Linked DNA regions of Mus musculus: all the other regions are linked to region 3. Evidence: chromatin contacts called from public promoter capture Hi-C data. All regions are on one chromosome and are shown on one strand. Each heading gives the region's core, a stretch centred on a gene start, on an enhancer-like site or on the middle of the called end of the contact. The rest is flanking DNA. Distances are from core to core; before and after follow the strand shown.

Region 1 (4,309 bases), core at 928-3,427, 4.0 Mb before region 3:
CTGGTTTCATCTTCAAGCTTCTATCAAGATAGTGGTAACATTATATCCAGATATTAAATATTAATAATTATATCTCAGTTAGGAGGGAAGAAACGACTCCTAACTGCTTTTCTTCTAGCTTCTTCAGGAAGGAGAACCAGGTTTCAGCAGGTCACAAGCAGTATTTATGATAATATAACAGAAATCAAACTAAAACAGACTACAGAGCATGCATATATGGAAACAAGTCACAGGAACTGATAGATCGGCTTGTGGAAGACAGCCCTCACAAGTCCCAGTTTTCATTTCATTTCATTGTTATCCTGTCATCTCTAAGCATTCACAATATCCCTGTTCCTCTTCACATACAGAGCCATGTGGCAGTGCTAGAGACCCGGACTAAGAAACCAGGAAGCAACCTCTGGATTGGGGGCCTTGAGCAGATTAGAGCTATGCCCCACCCCCTCTTTTGATTACTTATATTTGTGAAATATGTTTGCTTTTAAACGTCTAAATGTCCTCTTTTTTTGTTTGCTTGTTTTGCTTTTTAGCGCTCTCTCTCTCTCTCTGTGTGTGTGTGTGTGTGTGTGTGTGTGTGTGCATGCGCGCGCATTGTGTAACTTTGTGCCTCTGAGTGCAGTGCCCTTGGGCACCAAAAGGGGGAGGACGACTTCTGACCTGGAGTTGGACTTGGTTGTGAGCTTTCTGATCCACTTGCTGGGAAGAGATCTCCAGTCCCGTGCAAACGCAGCTTATGTTTGTAACTGCTGAGCCATGTTTCTCCATCCTTAACTTTCCTTTGATCAAGTCTAAGAAATCTTGGTGGGTCATTTGTTCACCGTCCTCAAATTTGCTGGAGTCAGAGTGGAACTCAAAAGTAACTAACTCTAGCTCTACTACCTACCATCTGAACCACGTTAGAGCTCTAGGCCGCAAAACAGATTAATAAACTGTTTTGAATGTGGTCAGACTCTTCATAACCGCAGGTTCTTTAACGTCTTGCACCACAGCACAATAAATTCTCAGGGGGTCTGAGGCGTGAAAGCACAGGCAAATGAGTCTAAGCACACACTCAGCTTCCCTAAATCAAAGAATCTATTGAGTTTTTTTTTTTTTTTTTTATGTGCCCAATGTGAACACGAACTAGGAAAGCAATCATTTGTGTGTATATGTGGGCTTAACGCACGCACATATGGGCTTAGTACATGCACAGCTTTTGTGTGACTTATGTACCAGTGGGAACCAACACACCAAAAAACCCAAAAAAACCCCAAAAAACAAAAAAAACCAAAACAAAACCCGGTGACCTGAATAAACTGTTTGTAAATTCAAAATTGAGCCTGCTGATTTACTCTGGTTCCGGCAGTTGCTTGCTGGGACCTCAAATGCAGCAGGGGCCAGAATCCCCAGCAGCAACGTCAGGCACTAAAGTTGCTTCTCCAGCTCAGGCCACGTTTTCTGCTAGGGAGTCCTGGACCCGATAAAATGAGGACCAAGTTCAAGGGCTTTTCTTTCCAAAGAACAAAAACCTCCATAGTTGTGCTCTGGAGCTCAGTAGGTCAAGTGTGTGAAGACTCGTGCACCCCGCCCAACTCTCTAGCCCCAGTAAGAGCCCGGCGAGTGATAACTCCGGGCGTACCCCTAGTGATGTCGGCGCAGGGCGGGTAAAGCTGGCCAATGGAGACGTTAGGCCTCTATGCTCCTCCCCCTCCCCCCACACGCCCCGCCCCACTCCTCCCTACGAGCCTCTCCCGGCTCCACTCTCCGCTTCCCTGGCGCTCCTCCTCCATCGCCCACTCCTCTCTCCCACTCCCTTGTATTCCTCCCAACACGTTCCACTCTTCATCGCCTGCGCTCCTCCCAGTCCCTCTTGCTCCTCCCAGTCCCTCGTGCTGCCTTCTGACGCTCCTCCTCCCTCCTCCCGGCGCTCCTCCCCCTCGCTCGTGCACCCCCCTCCCTGCCATCCTCGTGCTCCTCCCCTCCCTCATGCTCTCCCTCCTCTTCTTCCCGTGCTCCTCCCTCTCCCTCGTGCTGCCCTCTCCGCGCTCCTCCTCCCGCGGGAGCGAGCTGTCAGCCGGGCGGGCCGGCTCCGTCATATGACCGGCCGGCGGCCGCGGCGCCGCACCTTCCGTCCGCTGCAGCGGTCCCGCGCTCGCGCCCCTCCGGGCGGCCGCGCCCCCGTCGCCATGGCCCCGCCGCGGCCGCCGTGGGCTGCGCGCTGAGCCGTCGGGTCCCGGAGCGTGGCCGCCCGCCCGGGCCGCCGCGTGCACGCCATGGCCCCGACCCTGCTCCAGAAGCTCTTCAACAAAAGGGGCGGCGGCGCAGCGTCTGCCCAGGCCCGGCCGCCCAAGGAGGAGCCGGCCTTCAGGTGAGCGCGTGCGAGCGGGAGGGAGGCCTCAGGCGGGCTGCATGGAGACCGGACCCCCGCGCCACCCTGTCCCCTCCTCCTGGGCGGGACCCCGCGCCACCCTGTCCCTTCTTCCCAGATCCTCCTGGGAAAGACCCCAGTCTCTCACTCTCCTCTGTCCCGGTCCTCCCGGGTGGGACCCCACGCCTCTCTCGCCCCTCTTTCTGGGTGGGACCCAGCAGCATCCTCTTCCCTCCCTCGCCGGGTTCTCCCAGGTTGGGCTCCTCTTTCCACTTCTTTCAGGGTCTCAGAGCCGCGAACCGCCCTGTCCCTTTTCTACTGCTCCTTCTGGGTGGAACCTCAGCGCCGTCCTCCTTCCTTGCTCTCCAGGTCTCCCCAGGTGGGAGCCCTGCGCCATCCTCTGCCCTCTTTCCTCAGGTGCCCCACAAAATTTCTCCATATGCCCCCGTGTCTGAGCACGTCTGGGACCGGTGTGTACCTTCCAGGGTCTCTGGAGGGAGAGTCACCTGCGTCTCCCCTGCCCCAGAGCCTGTAAGCTGTCATTTTGCAGGCAGCTCCAACCCACTGAGTATGTGACAGTATTTTGAAGTTGGAAAGGGTGAAGCCACGAAAAAAGCAGCTTCTTTCTTGCAGTGTATGACAAGCTCGCCGGCGGATGAATAAAAGTGTGTAATTTCCTCATCAGTTAGAAGGCTGATGCCGCATGATGAGTGGAAAGGGAGGGAAATGCTTTTTATGAAACGTCTCGGGTTCTAATTTAACAAAGCAGAGGCAGATATTTAATAGTTCATCTTCGGAACACATACCTTTGGATTAGCATGTGTTAAGCTGGCTCAAGACCCACAGCTCTAAGTGGCGGCTGGTCTTGCATTTTGAGCTAAGCAATTGGCTCTCAGTAACATCCCTATACTATTCTGCTTTTGAGTGGTAAGTTTCCAAAGATGCTCTCCTGGGTCCTGTACTGTCTCTCAGCACTACTAGTTGAGAAAACATTTTATTTGCCATTTAAGTTTTCATCACTATAAAACAAAACAAAACAAAACAGAAAACTGAACACCTCACACCGATTCAGACCTTCTAGGGATACTTTATGTTCAGAATGTAAGACTTTGAATTTTTTTTAAAAACAAACAAACAAACAAACAAAGGTCTCATTAGTCCAGGCTGGCTTTAAACTCTTGACAATCTTCCTGCCTTAGCTTCTCAAGTTCTGGGAACACCAACATGAAGCATCGCATTTGAAATGAATTTTGATTAAATCTCATCTCCTTTATTGCATAAAAATTCATTCAAAACACATACAAACACATTCCTATAGTTATATAAGATTTTCTTTTATCTTGTATTTCCAGTTTTATGTAGCCCAGGCTAGCTTCGATCAATTGATGACCTGATCGTCCTGTTAGTGCTTCTCAAGTGTAAGATTACAGTAAGCACGTGCTGCCATCCCTGGCTCCAACTTGGAGAGAATGAGACATTAAACAGAATAGCAGCATTTGTGTGTGTGTGTGTGTGTGTGTGTGTGTGTGTGGTGGGAGGTTGGAAGGTAAATTGTGAGGACTGCCTGGATCATGGTCAGTGCATTTCCGTTAGGCAGACTGGACCTGATTCTGTGCCTTCTATTTGTCTGCCTACCCGTGATGCTGTCGTCTAACGTCTCTGAGTTGTAGAATTACTTTGGAGTCAGGACATGTTAATTCTTCTTGGAATCCTAGACTAGACCAAGATTCCTCAGGTGTCTTCTTTGGTGGCCCTTACCAAGGACATTACAGCCATTTGAGTGCCCGTGGAGATGCGTGGTACTTGTCACTGTTTCTTACGTTCCCTGCCTACTTGTCCACCAGCACTCTTCCCTTCCCATGGATAAGGTTAAATTCAGTGTATTTTGAGCAACAGCAACAACAACAAAAAAATGTGGCTATATTTAGGGCTCGGCCATATTAGGAAAATTGATTCCCACTT
Region 2 (4,684 bases), core at 1,904-4,403, 4.3 Mb before region 3:
ATAAAGGAATAATTATTCTTCCCACCTCTTTATCATCCCTTAATGTAAGTCAACCTTTCCAGGTATGGTCAGTGAGCCTGCAGACTGACCAGCCCAAATGCATTAACTCTCATGTTTTGGGAAGCTTGGAATGTTAGGTCTCCCCTAGGCCATTGAAATAACATTTCTCTTAAGGAGACTCATCGGAACACCAATACAGACTTCTGTAGCATTTCCCCCTCTGAAGAGGTAACCCTAAAATCGTTTAGGCTATGGGACAAAGTTGAGCACTAAATATATAAAGCATTTTTACTGTGAAAATCTAGATATTCAATTCTAAAGCTTTGCCAGAGGGGATAAATGCCTGGACTGGACTTTCAGTCCCACCCCAGGTATAGCTCCAGGGCTGGGTGCTGGTTCACAAGGAGTTAACTCCCTTTAGACATTCCCAGCCAGAGAGCCAAGGACTTTCCTGGAACTGCCTACAAACTGTTCTGCCAATTCCTGTCTCCTGGTCTCATCAGATGGACAGTAAAGAGGAGTGGGAGAGTGAATATAATTAGGATACAAGGATGTCAATGGATGAAATGTCATAACTAAAGTCCATTATTTTGTATGCTAAGTAAAAAAAAATTTTTTTTTAAACACTAAAAGTGACTTTCCTAGAGAAATAGTGCTAACAGACGAAGCTAAAGTTAAAATCTAGATCTTACATTATAGACATTTATGTTTGGTTATTAGTGCAAAAGGTGCAATCTCTTTAAAAGTCTGTATCAGAGTCTTTCAGGCTAGGGCTCTCTTTAGTATGATGTGCGAAGCACTAGACAGAAATGTCCATAGAAAGAGCTCTCAGGCCTGAAACGAGCTCCAACATACGTTTACATTTTAGGGAATTCTCAACAGAGGGAGTCTGTTTTTCATATCAGTTTAAAACAATAGTGAAGGGTGTGGCCACAGGGTCTCTTTGGTCATAAAGTGATGATATCTTAGATTCTGTTTATGTTCTGTATCTTTGGGAAAGAGTCTGGGTCTGTGTACTGTTGGCTTAACTTGGAAACTGTGCTGACTCTGCTCCAGACAGCTGCAGTAGAGCAAAGACAGTAGCAACGTGAATCATGGGAATGTTTTGCTTGCCCAGTACATATAAAAGTTCCTCCTACAGTGTCTTCTACTGTGTGTACAATAGATGATGTCTAAAGAGTATGCAAACCTATCTTAGTTTGAAATACTCAGTTGGGCTTCCTCTGACAGCTGAGAGGAACAGATGCATAGACCCACAGTCAAACATTAGTTTCATAGAGCCCAAATTGGAGATCTCCACTGGGTTCCTCCCCTTGGGCTCCGGAGACCCCGTGGAAGAGGCGGGGAATTGTAGGAACCAGAGGAACACAAGAACACGGCCCACAGAATCAACTAAGCAGGGCTCATAGAGGCTCACGGAGATTGAACCGGCAATTACAGAGCCTGCCATGGGTCTGCGTTAGGTCCTCTGCATATACATTATGGTTGTTGCCAAAACACCTTAATTTAATGTGGAAAAATTTAAAGAAATTAATTGCAAAGTACATAAAGTTAAACTTAATAAGCAAATCTCTGCCTGTTTATGTGTGCACATAAACAGGAAGTTTCTCGATTTTTTCAATCACTAAATTAATCATTTCTCTTAAGAAAATGACCTTCTTTCTTTCTTCATGATACTCTGCCTCCCAGTGCAGTTCTCTGATGGATGTAGAGTTGAAAAGCAAGGCTTCCTTTCAAGAAACCTTATCTCCTAACGTCTCCACTTTTCTTCTCTTTCTTGTGAATCTCACATGACCAGATAGTGGATGGTGTCAGCTTAATCCACTCCAAGAGGCCTGCCTGCCTCAAACTCAGACTAGGCCAGGACCTAGCACTTCCTCTTCTTGAAGTTCACATCTGTGTCTTCTGCTGTGCTAGTATCCGGCCTAGAGAGACAGCCTTGCTGTCTAGGAGAGGTCTGTCACACACACACACACACACACACACACACACACACACACACACAAGAGCGCGCACACAGACACATATGGACGCGCGCGCACACATACACACACATGCACGCACACACACACGCACACAGTCACACACACACACTCACACGAACACATGCACAGAGAGAGAGAGAGAGAGAGAGAGAGAGAGAGAGAGAGAGGGAGAGAGGGAGAGAGGGAGACAGAGAGAGATGAACACACACACACACAAACACACACACACACACACACACACACACACACGAGCGCACACACAGACACACATATGGACGTGCGCGCACACATACACACACACGCGCACGCACACAGTCACACACACACACACACACACACGTGGTTTTCAGCTACAGAAGAGGCAGGTAAATCTACATCATATGCTAGTGGTTGCTTTTACCTCTGAATCTCAATCGGATGTCCGAAGCCTGCACTCCTGTCCATTGCTCTTGATTCTTACAGCTCTTTAGGTGGGGTGGGATACAGCTACTGCTCTGGAACGTGATGCACAGCCTGGTTTCACAGGAAAGCTTCCTGGAAGCTATTTTCAAAGAAATTACCTCCCGGGCCAAGCTTTATTTTCCGCAACTCCAGTGTATGGATTTGTATAAAGCCACCTCCCTTGTCTACTGAAATGTGCCAGCAAGCCACAAAGGCATTTAGTTCACATTACAGTAGCACACATTAATTGTTTACATTTGTCTAAGCTCATGATTCCAGCTACATGGGAGGCTGAGGCAGGAGGATCACAGAGTCTACTTGGGCTGTGGAGTGAGCGTTAAGCCAGTCTAGGCAACTTCGGAATAAGCTGTCTCAACTTTAAAAAGGGGGAATGAGAGTTGGGAGTGCAAATTAGGAGAGATTGCCTAACAACAAAGGCAAACCGGGATGGAATGAGCATTTATTTTGTAACTGTGTGAGGTAGCTCCGGCTTTGTCTCATCCACAAACTGCACAATTAAAGGTGTGGTGTTTAGCAGAAGGTGACTTGCTACTCACTGAACGAGCTCTTCTTTAAAGGGGGGGGGGGGGGGGGGGCACGACACTCTCTAGTTAACTCGCTGACTGACAGAGGGCCTGAGGACTCCTTAGTCACCTGACTGAGCTCCAGCCCTCCGCTGGGAGGGTGTCCTGAGCCTCCGCCTGGGAGGGACTCCGGTCTCCCTTCAGATTCCGGCAGGAAGTCCGCACGCGTCCAGGGAAGAGTCAGCGCAGTGAGACCCCACCAGGTCACCTGAGTCTAAGGTGCCCCTGGGTCTGAGAGCCGCCCTGCAACCTTCAGCTCCTCGGGAAAACTCGCAGAGCAAGTAAGTGCCAGCACTCGTGACGTCAGCCCAGAGACAGGCGAAGCTGCACTCAGATTGGAGGAAATTAAAGGAAACCAGAAATGAAATCTTTAAACTAGAGCAGGCGGCATTGATCGAGCGCCGGCACTATCTTAAACGCAGGGGAGGAGCTGCTTAAAACTTTAAAGTAGTCGGGAGAAAAAGCAGATATACCAGTAATGAAACGAAAGTAGTAAATTTTTTAGAAAGAATGAATGTAGCTTAATAAAATATTAAGTGGATACTTAACACGTAAACCTTAGAATCCTTGGACTTGAGACTTTTCCACGGAATGTTGAAAGCTTTTACCTTGGAGAAATACGAACTATTTCGATAGCTGCTGCCTGGTTGGTAATCTGTCTAAGGTAAACGCGTGTGGGCAGGTCACGTGCTACCTGACCCACGTGATATTTATGGTCCTATTGTCTAACTAAAACTTGAAAAAATTTTAAATGAATGGGAGGGATCTAGCACAAGTTTAAAGCTTGACTGAGCTCTGAAGCGAGTTTAAAGTCTGCCTAGAAAAGCTTGGCGAGACTGTCTCAAATCAAACAAAGTAAAAACGGGGTTCGGGTATAGCTGAGCAGAGCGTTTGCCGAGCATGCCGTATTATTAAAAAATATAATAATAATAATAATAATAATAATAATAATGGATTTTGTTTGCTTGCTTGCTTTTTTAAAGACAGGGTCACACTAGTGTTGTCCTGGATGGTCTGGAACTAGCTATGTAAACCAAGCAGGCGATGATCTCAAAGATCTTCCTGCTTCTGCCTTCTGAGTGCCGGAAGTTAGCTTGCTACCAACCTAGACTGAAAATAAGATTTTTAGAGGAATAATTTGGGGCTAGGTTTGTGCGAAAAAAGGGTTGGGGATACATGTTCAGTAAAGTAATGATGCTTCTCTTTACCACAGAAATGTCACTGATTTAACGCGAGATGGACTCTTCCTTATGGCAGTCTGGGATTGTTGGTTCACAGGGAATTAGATCATGTGCTTTTGGAAATGCTCTGGAGCCGTGTGCTGTAAACGAACATCGTTTATCTAAGGCAATAACTGACTGGAGTTGATTCAGCAGTCAAATGAGGTCATGCGCTCTAATTAGCACTACTAATTATTCATCCAATTCAGGCTGAAACCTGTGGCTGCCCATCAATACCCCTTAGTGGAGCCTTCTTTTCTGTAAAATAATCTACCTCATTAAATGGTTAGGCACTGTCCTCTTAGCCATGCACTTGCTTTGCTTGTTTTAATTAAAATGGAAAAAAAATGATTTCTTCGCTATTAAACCTGTATTTTAAGTCCCAGGACAGCTTTCCAAATAGCTCTCCTGCCTCATATTTAGAAGTCCTGTTAGTTATTTGCTTATTTATTAG
Region 3 (4,492 bases), core at 801-3,300:
ATTCAAAATCTTGCAGTAAACCAGAATAGTATGACAAAAGAAGAAAATAGAAGGTGATTTCTGGATCTTATTGACCCCTCTTTAAACAATCTCAAGTATTCTGGCACCCTATGGAATAGTCAACTGTCACAAGAAAGCCATTTCAGAGCAGAGTATGCTGCAATATGCTACATGACTAACAGGCATATAATCTGGGACACTATTTCACAACAAAAAAATGAACTAAGCACGTAGAATTTTAGTACTTTTCCAACCCAAAAGGCTGTAATCTGTCATAGGTGCAAAGGTAGGATTGACTACCTAACATAACAAGTATTACAACATAATTCCACCCGTATGTATTACTAGCATTCAAAAGAGTATACACACAATGAGAATGAACTATTATTGTGTGATACTATATACCTCTAAAATGAGAGCCCATTATAAAATACTAAAGGTTATCATTTTACACATACTCTCTTCAATAGAGGAAAGCTCCTCCACACAGTTCCCTTGTACTCCTGTTTTTAAAACACGAACAAACGTTACCGGACACAAATGAGAGAATAAGAAGCAGCGAGGAAGTACACCATATGTTCCCGTTGTAGGCTAAACCCAGGTCTTTGTTTCAATATTCCAGCGCCAGCAGGAAGGAAAAGCCAAATACCCACCCATTTCAATTTATTTTCTCATTAATGCTGGTAAAAGTTATACTTAGGATAGGTTTAGCCGGAACCCATCCTATCTTATTATTTGCTTCTTTAACCCATATCTTTTGCAATCCAAAGACCCTGCAATACAACCGGTTATCTTGGATAGACTGTCCGTGGCAGGACAATCTGATAAACTAACACAAGCGTCAGGCACTGAAGAGGACAAAGTTATTTTCTTAGTGAAACAGTTACAAAGTGGTTCTCTATCAATGCCAATTTTGCCTTTTTAACAGCTACGCATCTAGCTTGACACCATCCACCTGGTACTCAATTAGCAGGGCTTTCTTCAATCTTGTGATCTCCCAGACCAGTTTTAATGGTGCAACTCAAAACAAAATCCTTAACCACGCCCTTAATATCCCAGGCAGAGTTACCTTTTGTTTTTTGTTTTTTTTCTCTCTCTCTACCAAAGTCTGTAATTGTACGTAATTGTACTGAAAAGGTTTGCACCGCGATCCTAAGTCAACATAGCACTCTTTCCTCCAGTATCCAGGCGTTCCTATTGTCAGATGCCTTCCTCCCCAGGTTGCTGTGCTGTAGCCCGCAAGTGGCGCCCACGCTTACCTCCTTCACACCTGCAATCCCCGCTCGGGATGCTGGAGAGGATGCTGGGCAGGCTGAGACTGCTCCGGATGCTGCTCTTGCCTCTCTCCAGGGAAACTACAGACTAGGCTGAGCTGAAGCTTCTTCTGAGATTCAAGCTCCGCCTTCCCCGCCTCTAATTGGCCGAAGCTCGGGCTGCGGCTCCTCCCACTGCCATCTGCGCAGCCTAGGCGCAGAGCGGTACCCGAGGTCTCTTAGTTCCTGGTGCTCTGACCCCTTCATTTCGGACTTTCTCCCCTCTGGCATCGCACCTGGCCCTTCCTCAGGTCCTGCTTAGCTCTTTTAGCCGGCTGGTCCAGTGAACACGGGAGTGGGCTGTCCTTTGGGGGTATGGGGGTACTGTTGCTTCGGAGTAGGCGGAGCCCACCGGTCTAGCCCCTAGAGCCTTCCTCCCCGCCTACCCATGGACTCAGCCCAGCCTCCTGTCGCTTGCTACCTCTGGCCCCCCGCCCTTTTCTTTACACCCATCCGAGGGCACCTCCCATCGGTGGGCGTGGCGTTGTGGGCTATCTTCTCATTCTGATTGGTGCAGGTGAGACTCGGCCCCGCCCTCCCTCGTTTCTGGGCGCGCTCTCTCTTCATCTCCTCCCCTCCCTCAAAGACAGGGAACTCTCTTCTGATTTGCTAGAAGTGTCCCCACCTATTGCCTAAGGCGTTCTCGCACAGCCTTCTGGGAAATGTAGTCTTACTATTGCAGGAAGTGCTAACGGAAATGGAGGGCGGAACTACAAATCCCCATCGGGCCTTGCGCGACTCCTGCTGGGCAGGATTCCGGACAACGCCTGGTTCCTTTCGGGTCCTTCCGGCGTCGCCGGAGTGAATTGATCCGGGAGTTGAAGAGGGCTCCAAAGGTGGGAAGTGAAGTCCGTGCCTCAGTTGCCGGTAAGGCGAGGTTTCTCGGTTCGGGTCCGCACGGCTCCGTGGGCAGCCAGAGCGGCCTGGGGTCAGGCGGGGACCGAGGCGGAGGTGCTGAGGCTAGGCTCTGGCCGGCGGGGCGGACGGGTGGGGAGCCGGGCCTTGTGGGCGTCAGCGAGGTCTCTACGCGAGCTGCGGAAAGCTGGGTTTGTAAATGCCTCCTGCCCAGCCCGGCCCGGCGCCTCCAGGAAGTCCGCTGTGGGTTTGGGTGGAGGGGAAGGGTGAGGTCGGCCTCCCGGGTCTCCACTGACCGAGGGGGCGGATGTGGTGGGGTGAGGTCCCGGGCAGGTGAGGCTAAAGCTTGGCTAGGCCTGGAGGGAGCGTGGGTGCCCGGGAGTCGCCTCCCGGTGTGGCTGGGGTTATGCCCTTTGAGGGAAGAAGAGAGACAGTGTTGACAGTTCCGACTCAGTTCCAATTTCCTCTCTGAGGAGGTGATTCTTAACTCGGAAGGTTTGTGCCTCTTGACTCCAATACGTCAGATGGATGTATACTTCTCAAGTGCCCTCGAAGCGCTTTCACTTTGGGATGCTAATGAGACTACTGTAGAAGCAAATGACGTGCCCAAGGTCACACAGATCTTCAGAGTCTAGTCCTCCGAAAGTCCAGTTTCTGACCAGAGTTGTCGGCTTAGGAAGAAAGAGTGGGGAGGTGGGTGGTAGTACTGGAAGCAGATAGAAGAAGTTGCAAAGTAGTGTGCCTGTTTGTCAGAAACGGTTGTGAGGTGCAGAGAGTTGGTTTGTTGACGTGGAGTGGAAGCTTTGCCAAAGCATCCTCTCTAATGTTCTGTAAAACAGGAAGGATCGCTTTAGCTTAGATCTTTACCCCTTTTTCTGGGGTCTACTGAATGATAACACTCACTTTCCACACGCCATTTTTAAAGGATAGATAATATTTAGGAATAGCTCAGTGTTGCCATTAAGAGAATAGTCCTTTTCATTTCTATTTTCTTACCATTTTCAAAAACTATGGGTGAAACTTTCACAGAACTTACTTTACAGATATTCATGCTTTCATTAAGTGAAAATTAAGTGCAGAATCTTGGAGAAATTGTACCATGTTCATTACAAGAAGTGACCCTTTGGGGGGGGGGGTCAGGTTTTTACTTTTCTCTCATTTTCTTCACTCCATGTGTAGACAGTAAAACATACACTTGTATATTTTCTTTTCTTGGCATCATCAGTGAGTTTTAATTCATTCTTATTTAATGTTAATGAATGATAAAAATGATGCTTCTATATTGAATGGAAAGAACTGCAGGCTTACTATGTAAATTAAAATATAAATACATAGTATGTACTGTAAGTATATATGCTATATATTGAATGTGCTTTGCTTGCCATGATTAATATTAATTTTTTTTTAATGCAAAGCTGTTTCTGGGATCAGAAGAACCAGTCAAAATGGTCTTGTTTGAAGGGGACTTTTAAAGAAAATGGAGAGTTGTGGTACCATAAAATGAAGCAAAATCAGGAATAATGTAACACCACACGTCACAGTAAGGGAAAAGTCACTAACAAAAGGGAAATTATCTGGGATTAATTGGTTTTGAAGTGGAGTTTGAAGTGCATTAATTTGAGTGGGCCATATGTAAGTCAGTGCTGGTAAAGCAAGAATGCTAATATATTTTCTAGATGACAGTGTGGACATTTGTTGTTTGCTGGGAAAGGTATGAAATAAGTTTTAAGTGGCACACAGCTGTGTTGGTTATGGAAGGACTTTTTTAACAACAAAAAAAGTTTTGTCTTTGATTTAGTCCTACTCCAACTCTGTCTGTATCTCTGAGGCCCATCATACTGTCCTGTTTCATCGTCACTACAGTGTAAGTGCTGAGATGAACAGTGAGATGAACAGAGAAGATGATTTTGAACATCCTTCAGGCTCTAGCTAGAGCTCACAGATCGGATGTTTGCCTGTAGTGTGCAGCTCTCTTTGCCCACATTTGTTCCCTTAAAGAGCTTTGCATCAACTCTCAGACACTATCCATTGCAGGACTTTGGAGGTTTTCCTTAAAGAGCCATCTCTCTCTTAAAGAGTAGTCTGTAAGAACAGGGTCTATATATTATTTATCTTTTTAGTCTTGGTAGAATAATTGAGTGGCTAAGGGGAATGGAAAAGGAATGGCTAGGTGACTTTCCCAAGGTCATATGACCTGGAAAAGATCAGCTTATAATTAATCCATGTATTTTCACTATAGGTTTTAATATTGTGTTCAAACTTCGATTATTTTATGTAAGAAAAAGACTGACCATTACAGATGTCACTATCTCCTTATTCTGTTT

What was found. Promoter capture Hi-C pulls out the DNA fragments that hold promoters and counts their contacts.
Region 1: a contact with region 3 is called in a promoter capture Hi-C map of pre-B cells. The contact joins the promoter of Fnip2 here to the promoter of Pdcd10 in region 3. A contact is called at or near these places in 2 of 39 promoter capture datasets (cranial neural crest and pre-B cells).
Region 2: a promoter capture Hi-C map of pre-B cells shows a contact between it and region 3. The contact joins the promoter of Tmem144 here to the promoter of Pdcd10 in region 3. A contact is called at or near these places in 3 of 39 promoter capture datasets (the HPC-7 cell line, liver and pre-B cells) and 2 of 484 Hi-C or Micro-C datasets (CD4 T cells and pre-B cells).

What each region holds. Positions count from the first base shown.
Region 1 is chr3:79,565,547-79,569,855 of GRCm38.p6, reverse strand. Fnip2 (folliculin interacting protein 2) reads left to right here and starts at 2,177. Exons shown (of 17, transcript NM_001162999.2): 1 at 2,177-2,347. The coding sequence starts at 2,253. 4930589L23Rik (RIKEN cDNA 4930589L23 gene) reads right to left here and starts at 1,664. Exons shown (of 2, transcript NR_152118.1): 1 at 658-1,664.
Region 2 is chr3:79,841,378-79,846,061 of GRCm38.p6, reverse strand. It overlaps Tmem144 (transmembrane protein 144), which reads left to right and starts at 3,153. Exons shown (of 12, transcript NM_001379543.1): 1 at 3,153-3,291.
Region 3 is chr3:75,554,410-75,558,901 of GRCm38.p6, reverse strand. It overlaps Pdcd10 (programmed cell death 10), which reads left to right and starts at 2,050. Exons shown (of 8, transcript NM_019745.4): 1 at 2,050-2,180. It overlaps Serpini1 (serine (or cysteine) peptidase inhibitor, clade I, member 1), which reads right to left and starts at 1,409. Exons shown (of 9, transcript NM_009250.3): 1 at 1,260-1,409.